Linked DNA regions of Mus musculus: region 2 is linked to region 1. Evidence: chromatin contacts called from public HiChIP or PLAC-seq data. All regions are on one chromosome and are shown on one strand. Each heading gives the region's core, a stretch centred on a gene start, on an enhancer-like site or on the middle of the called end of the contact. The rest is flanking DNA. Distances are from core to core; before and after follow the strand shown.

Region 1 (3,120 bases), core at 432-2,931:
TCCATATCATTTTTCTTGGTGTCATCTCTTCTCTTTCACAAACAAAGGGCCCCAGGCTTATGTCACAACATTTGCTTTATGGCTATTTTAGACAGATTTCCGGGACATCTCTCTGTTAAGCTTTCTGGAAAAGCAGAAATGTTACCAGATCTCATCAGAGTGCATTAACACCCACACTGGGCAGACTCTGTAGACCCAAGTCTGTGGGGTGATTTGGGAAAATGCCTTAGAATACTTTATTCCAATTTAATGTAAAGCAAAAACTATAACAAGCTATTTTGATCATTGTTAGCTGGATACTGAAAACATACACATGTTAAACCAATGCTCTGTTAAGCAGTATTAACAAGTTATCAAGTACAACAGTATATAAAGTGTTGGCTAAAGTGTATTTTGAAGTGCTTTAGTTACCAAATGTCCAGACGTAAAATGAAACATCTCGACCCAAGTATCTGCATTATATGGAGATTTTATTTTTAATATCACGTGCATATAGAGGAAAACATATATACATATGCATATGTAGACGCTGGACTAGGAGATCACCAGATACCTAGCCATCAACAATTTCTATGTAGTAGGAACTGAATAAAATTACTTCGGGCTAGAGAGATGGTTCTGTTGTTAAAAGCTCCTGCTGCTCTTGCAGAGGACTTGATTTCAGTTCCCATCCCCCAAGGCAGGGGCCTCACGGCGGCCTGGAACTCCAACCTCAGAAGATTCTACTTATTCTGGGCTCTAAGTGAACCTGCTCTCAAAAGTAGGCATGCTCACACATAGATGCATAATTAACTCACACCCCCTGTCCCCCCAATTTACTGGGACTCAAGCTCTGTTCCCAATATGTTGTATCTGAGAGGTGCCTGTACTTCGGGGCCTACAGATCCTTGCAAGATGTATGAAGTAAATTAATCCCTAGGGTCCTCCACGCCCCAACAATCCAAGATGAGGTTCTTTCCGCAATAGCTATTGAAAGAAAAGATAGAATGGGTTCTTGGTGGCCCAGGCTTCTGTGAGACCGCAGTTTGAAACTAGACTTCACGAGAAGCAAGAGCAGCTCGCCTTTTTCCCACTTAGTAGGTCCAAAAAGGGAACCCTGTTTCCCAAACAAGGACACCACTTACTTCTGCAGTAGTTGCTGTGAGCCTCCCGTTGCTTTTTAGTGTTGAGTGCTCACAAAACAATATAGTGGTAGTCTTGATGGGCATCAACGATGTGAGAGAAGCTTCCTTGGAAGTGCACAGGACTCTAGAGAAAGCATTGGAGAAATGGACATCTCCACCATTCAATAGTGAAACCAGGGCCCGTGCTCATCTCTGGGATGCCCAAGGAGCTCCATGACTTCTTTTTGTCTCTGAAATCAGCCAAGAAGTTGGTACTGGGAGGGTCACTCACTCCTCTTGGCCTGCTTGAAAAGTCCTCGGACACACAAGTACAACTACCGAAATGTAAAGGTATGGGTCTGCTCTTCAGCTGGAGGAAAGGATGGCCCCACAGAAGTCCAGTGGGTGCAAGGCTTTGAAGAAACTAAGTCGGTGCGCCCAGGGAACTCCGCAGGGCCCCGCCCCTCGCGGCCCCGCCCCTCACCTTGCTAGCGGCACGCTCTGGCTGCGAAGGTGCGTGCGGCGCGCGCTGATTGGCCGCTACCCGGCACTGCCCCGCTGCCATTGGCTGCCAGGGCCTCTTTGTTCCAGGTCCCAGCCGCTGCCGAACCGGGCTGCGGAAGTTCGAGTGCCCATGCTGAGTAGCAGCGGCAGCGGCGCCGGAGTTCCCGCAGCGGAGATCGCGGACGCGGGACTGAGCCCCTCCGACGCCCAGTATGGACCTGGAAACCAAAATGAAGAAGGTGAGTGGGGCGGGCGACGGGCGTGGTCGCCTCACCTGAGCGCGGGAGCTGGTCCGGGTTCCGGGACCAGACCCGGTGGGTGCGGCTGGAGGATGACTCCCCGGACCCCGATCCCTTGGGTGACTGTCGCTGCGGAGCGGGACCCTGCAACTCGCTGTCTCTGCGCCTGAAACTTTTCGGAAAACCTTTCGGCCACGCCTTCCCCCAAGCCCTGGGCGAAGTCTTAGGCGAGGTGGTGGCTGACACCGCTTCCTGCCTGGGGAAGCAGCGCTCTGGGGAGCCTGTGTGATTCAGTGATGTGGCTTTGACATCCTCCTCCCCTGCAGTCTGGCTGCCCCAGGCGCTCTAAAGTGGCTGCTGACTGGTGACACTTCCTTCACACCCGCGCCTGCTGATAACTTCTGAAGTGATGACTTTTGGGGGATGTGTATGTGTTTCACTTATGGCTTGAGTGCCAAAACACTGTCTCCTTCTTGCGGAGTTAATTCTCAAAAGAAAATGCCGTTTGGCAGCCAGGCACAAACAGCGGTCATTGCAGGTGCTCAGCGGCCCCGCCTGCGGAGCACCCTCCTGGCTGCTCCTGGTGTCCAGGCTATAAAGGCCCTACCTGAGGAGCTCCGAGATTAGGTCTCTCAGGTCGCCTGGGAGAAAGAGGTGGGGACCAGACTATGACTCAAAAGAATGCTGACGTCACATTCTATTGTAACTTTCGACCTTAAAGGTCTTGTTCTCGGGAATTGCGCCTGTTTTCTTTCAAGTGAATTTAAGTTAGTTGGTCATTTTTCAAATAAGGAAGGAAGTTGTGCACAGTAAGAAAGCCAAGTTGAGGAAACTTTCTTCTGCGGCTTTGCAGTTGCAGGTTCATCTTCTAAAAGGGAATTTCTATTTTGTGCCAGAATTGAAGGTTTCAAATCGTATGCAAATATATGGTATGAGGTTTAGGAAGCTGTTGATAAATAAAAATTTGAACCTAGGAAACAGTTCCTTGGTCTCTTCTGATTAAAATCAACACTCAGAAGGGAAGGGAAGAACAGGAAATAGAAGATTCTTTCTAGTCTCTTCCTGTTTGATATTTATTCTTTTAACGTGTGTTTTGGTTACCTGTGCTTGCCACTTAGAAAGCAGCGGATGTGCTGTGTAGTCTTCTGTTGATGAACACACACTGAACTTACTGAGTTTTTATATAAGAACGTCTTTAGGTGTTTGTCCCAAATGATAGGTTGTCTTTGTTTGGAAATGCTGTCCTTGAAGGGAGGGAAGGATGAATAAGCAAA
Region 2 (3,343 bases), core at 316-2,815, 44 kb after region 1:
CCAACACTAAGCAATTCCCTGGAAGTTGAAAATGGAAGTTTTAAATCTAGATTTGTGTGTTTCTTTTACTAAATGTGAACCATGTAGAACATTTTTTTTAAATTCTAATTACCTGGTATTGATAGATTAATATTCTTTTTCTCATTAAAAAATCATTCTAGGTCAGTTCTCAGAAGCAGATCTTACAGGGTTTTTGGTTTTGTTTTGTTTTTTTTTTTGTTTGTTTGTTTTTTTATGCCTGGTACGGCATGAATTTGACAACCACATCATTACAGTTCACAGTAGCAAAAGGCTCACTAAGAGAGAGTGTAGAACAATTGCTGGTACTTAGGCAATACCAGAGGTGTCCTCTTTCTCCACAAAAGCCATCATCTTGGATATTAAAAGACATGACAGTGATCTCTGCTTTTCCTGTCCTCCAAACAGCAGTGGGAACTCAAGAGCAGTGGGTTCAGTGAGGAAGGAGAAGGGGGAAATGTCTTGGGGTCCAGGAAATTCAAAGGAAGATGCAGACTCAGCATCAGCTTCTACACAGTGGTCCATGAGAGATGCTTCATACCCTCCCTGGATGCTCATTGATTGTGAACTACTTCAGGGAGGCTGCACGTACACTGTTCATCTCTAAATAGAACAATCTTGGATACAAATAGGATTTGAGAAAGTGATGTTTTGCATATATATATAAATATGTATATATATATATATATATATATATATATATATATATATATATATATGTAATTTCCACTGATGGAATCCCAGTCGCTCAGGTGTCCTGTTGGCCTTCACATTTGGGACATTTTTAACAATTTTTTTTGTTTTTAACTTCTTATTGTATATGAATTATACACCATGCACCCCCAATCCCACTCATCTCGTCACCCCTTTACAGCATCTATATCTCAAGTCCTGGGGTATCTTCTCCATCCTTGCAACCTCCCCTCAAAAAATAGAAATAAAAATAAAAAAATTAAAACCTCAAAATCAAAACAAAACAAAACAAACAACAACAAAAATCTCACTGTGGAAGCTGCAGTGTGTCACAATGTGTCACACGGGTATTCCTTTGGCCAAACCTCTTTACTTCCAAATGTTCATTGCAATGAGTCTGGTTTGAGGCCTCTGGCTTCTGCTATACTATCAATACTGGAATCTCACTGGGGTTTCTCTCAGATATCCTGTTGTCGGTCTGTGTCGTGGAAACTCTGCAGCTTTGGATCTGCAGGACTGGCCCCTTCACACACTCCAGCATTTCACAGATGGGGCAGATGTTGGGGTGAGCATATTCAAAGCCCTGGATCTGGGCCTGGGTTGGAGTTGCTGAACCCATCAGCTTTCCTGTACCCAAGCCACCAGGCTAGGTCTACTGTGCTGCCCAGGTGAAGCGCGGGGGCTTTCTGCTTATTTTAAACAAGATATTACAGATTGTCTCTTTTTAATAAGTCCTGACCATACTGCAGTGTCTGGTCTTTAAGCATAGATTTCCAAATTGACTCAAGTGTTTCAGACGAGTTTCACCATAGGCAAGAGAGTCAGGGTTGAGTCATTCTTAAGCAATTTGTAACACGTAGTGTTTAAGCTCTTCCAACTTTGCTATGGTAACCAAAGAGACACCACCACCCAAGAACAGTTTTAAGTTCTCATCTTAAAATGACCTGGCATATCTGAACTTGTCTTCTGAGTTTGTCTGTAACTCTTTAGAACACTTAAGACTGTCCCTGACTGCATAAAAAATGCCTTTCCTGACCCCTGGTAACTGTTCAATGTTAACTCTTGACTTTACTGAGTGCTTACCTGTGTGAAAAGGCCTGCTTCCTTGTGTTGTGTAGATAGAAGTTTTAGCACACAACCTGACAGGCATTGTGGTTTGATTAATAGGGTGTGTTGTTTTGGTTTTTCATATATTTACCGGTGCTTAAATAACTGTGGCTAATTATTCTGTCCTTTCATGGGAAGCAAGTCATCGTAGCTTCTATTTAATCTGATAATATATTTTGAAACAATCAAAACAAAATGCCATTAACCTTTATGGTTGTTTTGAATGGCATTTTAAATGACATTTATAAAGGCTGTTATTGATCTTTCTTCGATGTGCATTTCCACAGGATGTCTTGCCCTTCACCCAGTAACAAAAGCACCTTCTACCCAGTTACCATTGCTAGTCAACCGCTATTGCATGTAGACACGTTGGAGTCAATTCTCCATAAATAACATCTGACTGAGGACTGGGATACCATGGTAGAATTCAAAAGAAATCTGGGCTTAGGAGTCAAAACAGACACATGGGGAGATCCCATGGAATCTCCTCTCCAGTTACAGCTGGATAGGAAGGAAGGCAAGGGGACTGGATTTTAGGAAGATGGAAAAATCAGCACAAGTGTTGTATGAAAATCCATGTGTTTGTTGAGGTCATCACACAACAACAACAACAACAACAAAAGGGAAGAAAGCATGAGCCAGGGACTGACATTATCAAAGAACGTGGAGAAAATTTCTGAAGTTTAACAGAAAATGGAGACTCATATGTACTCAAAGATCCCACATCCTTGGATTATGTGGGGATATAATCACACACTCCAGCACTCTAGCCTGAAGTGCCCTTTTTCCCTCTCGCTGTACTATCGAATGCTCAAGTAGCTTTGTCTAATTAGTTTGCCCTTTCATTGGGAGCATGCCATTGGAGTCGCTAGTTAACACAATAATTAATTTTTAAACATTCACAACAAAAAATGGAATAGAATGATTGGAAAAGAAATAGGGGGTAAAGTCTAAGGCCGCTATATCATGCTTAAAGAAAACTGTGACTCTCAAAAATCAAAAGAAACTAGTACAAATAAGAGAGACTGCCTAAGGAAAGCAACTACCTACTTCTCAGGCACTGCAACCAACCTGCCTGGGAGGGGCACCAGAGACTTTGAGATAGATCTAGGAGTTCAATTCAGCCACGAAATGAAGAGGCGTTGGTTATAGGGGAGTCTCCAGTTCACAGCAGTTAAGATTTCTGAGTATAAAGAGGAATTCAGGAACAGAGGGGATCAGATGAGGAGACTAACGAAGCTGAATGGGTGTCTGGTTTCCAAATGAGCCTGACAAGTCTGGATGCCTGGGATAAAAGGGGCTGGCAGACCTGCTGAAGTTCAGCCCCAGTAGTTTCCTAGAAAAAGGTGAGCAATCAGGAATGCCGGAGCAATAATTGAAAACAACTGAGTCTCTGTAGATGTAAACGGGACTGCCATCCAACCAGAGTCGTCTCCCATGAATTTCTGTCATTCTGTCCACTCTGCTGTCTTCCACTGGGCCTCCATCCTAGGCCTTGTCACTTCCTTGGCACCCCTCCCTAACA

What was found. HiChIP or PLAC-seq counts read pairs in DNA pulled down with a chosen protein or histone mark.
Region 2: an H3K27ac HiChIP or PLAC-seq map of embryonic fibroblasts shows a contact between it and region 1, with 18 read pairs. The contact joins the enhancer-like site here to the promoter of Tes in region 1. A contact is called at or near these places in 1 of 484 Hi-C or Micro-C datasets (cerebral cortex), 4 of 115 datasets of contacts at active chromatin or transcription factors (CD8 T cells, embryonic fibroblasts, embryonic stem cells and 1 more) and 3 of 9 other capture datasets (adipose tissue, liver and pancreatic islet).

What each region holds. Positions count from the first base shown.
Region 1 is chr6:17,063,468-17,066,587 of GRCm38.p6, forward strand. Tes (testis derived transcript) reads left to right here and starts at 1,682. Exons shown (of 7, transcript NM_207176.3): 1 at 1,682-1,846. The coding sequence starts at 1,820. Gm15473 (predicted gene 15473) reads right to left here and starts at 2,120. Exons shown (of 2, transcript NR_167659.1): 1 at 1,125-2,120.
Region 2 is chr6:17,107,861-17,111,203 of GRCm38.p6, forward strand. All of the region lies in intron 1 of Gm4876 (predicted gene 4876), which reads right to left. Among named protein-coding and RNA genes, the nearest start is that of Gm15473, 44 kb to the left of the region's middle. Within about 2 kb of position 1,566, at least 85 of the 459 cell types and tissues checked have an H3K27ac peak or open chromatin away from gene starts, as enhancers often do. A contact at or near this core is called in adipose tissue, embryonic fibroblasts and pancreatic cancer cells, where this site is marked.